2 separate regions of the Mus musculus genome follow, and region 1 is linked to region 2. Evidence: chromatin contacts called from public ChIA-PET data. All regions are on one chromosome and are shown on one strand. Each heading gives the region's core, a stretch centred on a gene start, on an enhancer-like site or on the middle of the called end of the contact. The rest is flanking DNA. Distances are from core to core; before and after follow the strand shown. Region 1 has its middle 20 kb from the start of Gm34428. Region 2 overlaps Chd7 (chromodomain helicase DNA binding protein 7).

The links. ChIA-PET counts read pairs in DNA pulled down with a chosen protein or histone mark.
Region 1: a contact with region 2 is called in an RNA polymerase II ChIA-PET map of memory CD8 T cells, with 31 read pairs. The contact joins two enhancer-like sites. A contact is called at or near these places in 1 of 484 Hi-C or Micro-C datasets (bone marrow-derived macrophages), 3 of 115 datasets of contacts at active chromatin or transcription factors (CD8 T cells, effector CD8 T cells and memory CD8 T cells) and 2 of 9 other capture datasets (adipose tissue and liver).

What each region holds. Positions count from the first base shown.
Region 1 is chr4:8,986,618-8,989,747 of GRCm38.p6, forward strand. No RefSeq gene overlaps it. Among named protein-coding and RNA genes, the nearest start is that of Gm34428, 20 kb to the right of the region's middle. Within about 2 kb of position 1,439, at least 39 of the 459 cell types and tissues checked have an H3K27ac peak or open chromatin away from gene starts, as enhancers often do. A contact at or near this core is called in CD8 T cells and memory CD8 T cells, where this site is marked.
Region 2 is chr4:8,835,880-8,839,097 of GRCm38.p6, forward strand. It overlaps Chd7 (chromodomain helicase DNA binding protein 7), which reads left to right. Exons shown (of 38, transcript NM_001277149.1): 16 at 2,672-2,882. Among named protein-coding and RNA genes, the nearest start is that of Gm46842, 73 kb to the right of the region's middle. Within about 2 kb of position 1,837, at least 130 of the 459 cell types and tissues checked have an H3K27ac peak or open chromatin away from gene starts, as enhancers often do. A contact at or near this core is called in CD8 T cells and memory CD8 T cells, where this site is marked.

The DNA.
Region 1 (3,130 bases), core at 189-2,688, 150 kb after region 2:
AGGGCATCACTGAGGAATGCCTCCTGGACAGATGTGGGCTCTCCCGTGCAGCCACTCTGCAAGGCACCAAGCAATAAGGCAAACCCGGCAAATTGGACAGGGTGTCAGCTTGACTATGAAATATGACGGATTAACAGGGTAGGACGGCGGTGTGACCTGCTCTCAGACACTTCATTTAGAAGCTATCATATTGCTGGATGCTTCCTATAATTTGTGATGATGCTGATTGTGATAAATCGTGAGTTTCTGGCAAACTCCGCCAGCCTGCTCCAGTGGCTGAACAGAGAAAATGTGTAATTCTCTGGGAACATTCATGCCACGAACGACACTGAGGGTCTGGCAGTAACCACAGAGTGCTCAGTCAGTGAACAAAGTAATTAAATCAAGCTAATTAAATCACAATAAAAATAATTTTAATTTAATTAATTTCTCTGCACTGATGGAACATTATGTGGAAACCAAGAGCCTTTCTGAACACTAATAGAATTTAGGAGCTGGGACACCAAAGTTGTGGCCACTGGTGTGGTACATGGGTTAATGTTGAGGGAATGAAATTAAATACACTTAACGAGCTGCTGATATGTTGACTGAACCACAAATGGGAAATGACTTTGGAAGCAAGGTAATGGGGTCTCTTCCTTTCCCAGGTCTTTTTGGTACTAACGGAGCTAGTAAATATCAAATTTGTTAAAATTTGTGAATAGTTAGAAATTCAGAGTAGATGGACATCCTCACAGCAGTATATGGCAATACTGTGCTAAAGGACCCCCATTCACACTGGCAGCACTGTCCTCAGTCCCCAGACCCTTAACACAGAGATCCTGTGTGGTCCCCAGGCAAGGTTAACTAAGTGCTGATATGTTTTTGATAGCATCTTGGAAGAGTTAAGTGAGCCATACCAAAGGACTTCTTGCCTGAAACAGGCATTCACCAAAAGCAAGTTACTAGTGCTCCTAGAAGCCACACACTGTATCTCCTCCCATTCCCCTAACCCTTTGCTCTCAGGGCAGAGCTGAAAGTGTACAAAAGCTGGAACTCAAATAATTATTAAATTAAACCATTCAGCTCTCCTAAGGAATTCCTCCCCTCGGGACTTAAGCATTAGATGAATGCTCTTCCTCTGGCATTTAGACATTGTTCAGCTCACAGGGGGATGTGCCACCAGATGACCCCTCAAGGTCATGGCCCAGAGACTAATTTTGTCATATAAGTGACACTGGCATTCTAAGAGTGATTTAGCAGCCGCAGGCATAATTACCGACTGTGATTTTAGAGGCGTTCTGTGCTTTGGGTCTCAATGTTATTTATCATGCGTGTTGTTTTAATTAATATGTCACGTGTGTGCCAACATTTGAGGCAGACTTCACTCTGACTCATGCAGGCAGAGCATTGTTTGCACAGTGGTATTGTTTTCTGGGGTGCAGCTGGTTTCCCTCCTCCATATTGGGGTGAGCCAGGAAGCCACCCCTTACCACAGCTAGCCTTGATGCAGTGGACAACCACTGTGTCTTAGACCTCTTGCCAGGGAGAGATTGTTCCACTATCAGAAGGAAGTGGAGATGCCCACAGAAGGGGGATTCGGAAGCAGAATTAAGCAGAAAGAAGGTTCATAAGATATGGTGCTCAAGGCAGCCTCTGAAAAGGTTCCGGGCATCCGGAAACCTTTTCTGTCGTCTGTTATTTATATATGTGCCAACAGTAGGCAACCCTTGATGGCCCAATGCTCAGAGCACAGGGGGCCCAGAGGTCCTGCGACCTCTCCTTGTCTTCCTGGGAGGGCTGATCACTCTTTCCCAGAGGGTTAGAAAAGAGTTTTGTCTTTCTGGAAAGAAGACTTCTAGCTGAAGCAGCGCTCAGGACAGCTCACTCGGCTGCAGTTCCAGCCTCGGGAGCACCTCAGCCTCCTCTCAGCATTTCCGGAACTCCGCCTACTTCTGCCGGAAGGCAGACAGGGTGTGATAACTCCTGAGGCAATCCTTTTGTTACTTGGACAGTTTTCCATCAGAGTATCTGTACCTCTCTCTGATGTGGCACTTCATGCCCCTGTGTTTGTGTTCAGAGTTAAAACACTAAAGGTTTATCCCACCGTCACCTAGTTCTGCTCATATTTTAAAGTTAACGCTATGGGCTTCCATGTAAGGTCCTATAAGGTCTAAGCCACATGCAGAGCATGTGACTCGATTGCACTAACTCCTCTCAGGGACGCTATGACATGGGGGCTGTTTTCTTTCCTTTTTAGAGATGATTAAATGGCAGTGCGTAGGACTCAGTCCCAGTCACACCGGGGCAGTGACAGGGCTGCACCTGGAATCCAGGCACCTCCCTTTCAGAGTCCTTGTCCTGCTCTATCCTATCGAGTCACCTTTAACCGCTTTGCACATGGCCTCACCAGCACAAGTGCCAGTAAACATTGGCTCACAGGCATCCTTGCCAAAACACCCTTTTCCAACCGGAATTATTATATGCAAAAGGAACACCTTGGACCAATTAGGAATATTAGAACTATTTTTTCCTTCTCTTACAAGGCCAATTAGTTGTACATATGACATCAGTATTGGTCTAAGGATTCTTGCCATGGACGAAATATCTTTAAAAGGGTTGCCCTGGCGTGCCCAAGATGACTTGAACACTGGATTTGAATCAGCTTTGAGTCTCTGGTCCCTGTGTATACTCTGTGCCCACAGACTCGGCAGGTGCTTTAGGGGTACTCAGGACTAGTCACAGGCATGGAGGCATGTACCACTCTGGAAGCCTCACCTTTATCACCACTGGTCCCCTTTTGTCCAAATCCACTTTGTCCCTCTCATCCCCATCCCTGTACCTGAGTGTTCCTCCTTTCCTTGCCGTCCTGTGCAGTTGGCTTCACACTGCAATTGTTTGGGTAGCCTTTGCTTGCTTTATCTTTCTTTGCTGACAATGAATAATAACAGAAAATCACAAAAGAAAAAAATATTTATTGGTTCTGAAATGGCTCGTTGAATTAATGACATCATGCTTTGGGGCATTTAGATCGGACCTGGGTAATTGTAGGTTACACATAGTCATAGTGGCTCACGCAGAGCTCTCATTTTGAGCTATTTTACTTTCAGGTTTTTGTTAATCTAGTGGGTTTGGTGGAATTAGAGGGCTG
Region 2 (3,218 bases), core at 587-3,086:
CTCTCTTGTCCTAAGAATAAATAACACAGTGACTGTTAGGGAGGGGTTCTTGTACCCATTTTTTTGGAAAGTTAAAAAAAAAAAAAAAAAAAAAAAAAACATGTACGTTAGGCTCCTAGCTCCAGAGACAGTGAGACAGTGTATCTCATGGACATCTCAGGGATTGGTCCAGGGCCCCACTGCACACTCTTATCCAGGCTTATCCAGGATCTGTAACTGAGCTCTCATGGAGTTATGGCTGTGTCCAAGTGGCACCCGCAAGAAAGTTTAATCATCCGTAGTAAGCTGTTATGAACTAGTCGTAAGAGAGGAAAGTGCACCAACTGGCCTAAACTTCTATTCTACAGAGCATGTCTTTGGAAAAGTAGGAGCAAATCTGTACATTGGTGGGAGTGGTAAGATAAGCTTAGTGGGAGAGAACTCTGGATGGTGGGAGTACATGCCATAAAGATGCATGTGGTTGAAGAGTGTCTGCATATGGTAGCCAGAGTCCCCGGCAAGTAGCAGCTCTCTGTGGAAGGAGGAAAGCTCTACTCTTCTTTCCAGTTGCCTTTGCTCTGCATACAAGATGAATGCACTACCAGCTGCACTTTAACTAAGTAGTTGAGTTTATCATAACCCATATCCAGTTGATGTTTTCAAATCTAACCTCAAAGGAAATCTTTAATTGCTAATTTTTAAATTTTGTCTTGTGATACATGGGGCAGAAATTGCAACTGTCTCCAGATGTTTGACCCCGGTGTTCACGTCCCATCCCATGACTCACAACTGCTTATAACGCTGTCTTGGGAGGACCTGATCCCTCTGGCTCTGCAGGCATCCACTCTCGAATGCACACATGCACACGTATGCACACACTTTAAATTCTAAAAGTTAAAGGAAAGAAATTATCAGTGGCATCAAAAAGGCAGGAGTGTTGTTTTGCTGCTTCTTAATAAATTTAAAATTTTATAATGTGAGTTTAGATTTCTCTTTGAATTATTTATGTTTCAATTTTTCACTAAAATAATTCCAGCCTGCCTGACATTTGCTTTCTCAAAGTGAAAGTCTCATTTTTAAAAGACAATTCCTTGATCATTAAGTGGTTTTAAACTATATTACACTTCATTTTTATCCCGGGTTGTATGCCTCATAGACAAAGAATACCCAAATATCATAGGGTTAAATTATTCATTTCTAAATCGTAAGCATCTTATGAGCATTATACAAAAGAGTAAAACTTACTAAAAGATATAATGTGATAATTCACTGTGAGTCTCTGTGTGAGCCCAGGAGAGCTTTCTGAACCTAGTGCCTGCCAGGTCTCCAGACCGCAGGCCTGGGGACACCATCACCTTTAGTCAGGGACACTGTGGCTTCTGTCCTTAACATGGCATCTCCTCCTTATCTTTCCTTGGTCTGTTTCCACACTTACAGAACTAATCTGAATCTCAGCTTTTTGTTCTTGTGGAAGGCGACTAAGGGTCAGGCCCTTCCGAGAGAGTTGGCATTTTCTGCCCGGTTCACTTTGTGAAAAGGTCGTGCACCTGTGGAAGGCCTGGCATTCGCTCCAAACATCAAGTGGCTTTAATCTGCCCTTGATGATTCTTAACTCATCTAGTGTTCTCTGTATGACCCCATGGGGACAGCCTCAACACCACCTTAAATGGAAGCAAGACTGTCCTTCACTGGCATTGTGTTGCCTGTGGAGGTGCCATAAGCCGTTACAGTGGCCTTCCTGACCCAACCCGACCTTCAGACGCCTTTGGGAGATTTCTGTAACCCACATCGGTACGTCACATACAGTGGGAGGAAGTTCCTGGCACAGTATAATGGCAGGAAGTGAGTGCTTGGGGTTAAACTTGGTGTGCTTTCGTTCTCAAAAGCATCTATGATAGGAGAAGAGTGTGAAACCCAGCCCTGTGTACTGGGGGCCCAGAGGCCAAGGAGGGGGCCAGATCACCTCTGCTTCACTCCAGCCAAAGGACTGGAGCATTGAGAGAAGCCTACCTGCCGCTGCCTGAACCCACAGCACGATGGAGGCCGTAGCTGTGAGCCTTCCTCCTCGGGGACATGTCCTTCCACTGAGTGCTCTACCGCACTCTGTGAGCCTTCCTCCTCGGGGACATGTCCTTCCACTGAGTGCTCTACCGCACTCAAACTTCTGCACAGTGTAGAACATCGAGAAAGGGGACTTAGCCAGGAAGCCATAGGTTGCCTTGGTTTTCATCTTTGGAGGGTTTGGGCATTGCTGTTTTTGTTTTACTCAGCTGACACCCCCTTCGCCTGTAGTTCAGGCTCTAGCTTTTCTGTAGGTATTTGGCCCTTGGCTTGTTTTCGACACCTATGGCCTAACAGTCTGTTGTTGAAATCTGGGTGTGTTTTGTTTGGTTGGTTTTGGTTTGGTTTTGTTTTGTTTTGTTTTTTAATATAGTCAGCAAACATTTGGTGGCTGGAAAATGTGGATCTCTCTCCAAACTGCCTCAGTATATGGAACTTAAAACTTTGGTCCCTTTTTAGGCCTGTGGTTATGTGTGGATCTAACTTGGAGTAAGCAGGTGGCTTCCTGCTCTTACATGTGAATGGGATATTCTGATTTTGCCAGTTTGCTGTGGGTTTTGAAAGCAAATCCATTGTTTTTAGTAATAAAAACCTCTTACAGTATTCACGTCATGCCATCCAATCTCTGCAGGTGCTGAAGAGAAAATTTTGGAAGAGTTTAAAGAAACACACAATGCAGAGTCTCCAGATTTTCAGCTCCAGGCAATGATCCAGGCTGCTGGCAAGCTGGTGCTGATTGACAAGCTGCTGCCAAAGCTGAAGGCTGGTGGCCACAGGGTGCTTATCTTCTCCCAGATGGTGCGCTGCTTGGACATCCTGGAAGACTATCTCATCCAGAGACGGTGAGGCCACTGCATAGAAACAACAGAGAGAGAGGGCAGGATGCGGTGTGAGTCACCTAGAAGTGACATTTACAGTAGAGGTGGCAGAGTGGGAACAATATATCACACACCCCCCCCTTTCAAAGCCACAGTTATATATAAGGGCATCTTACATGAGAGCAGGGGGCACTGTGTACTTTTTTTTTTTTTCTGAGACAGGGTTTCTCTGTGTAGCCCCTGGCTGTCCTGGAACTCATTCTGTAGACTAGGCTGCTCTTGAGCTCACAGAGATCCACTTGTCTCTGCTTCCTTAGTGCTGGGATTAAAGGCGTTTATCACCACCGCCAGGTATATGTA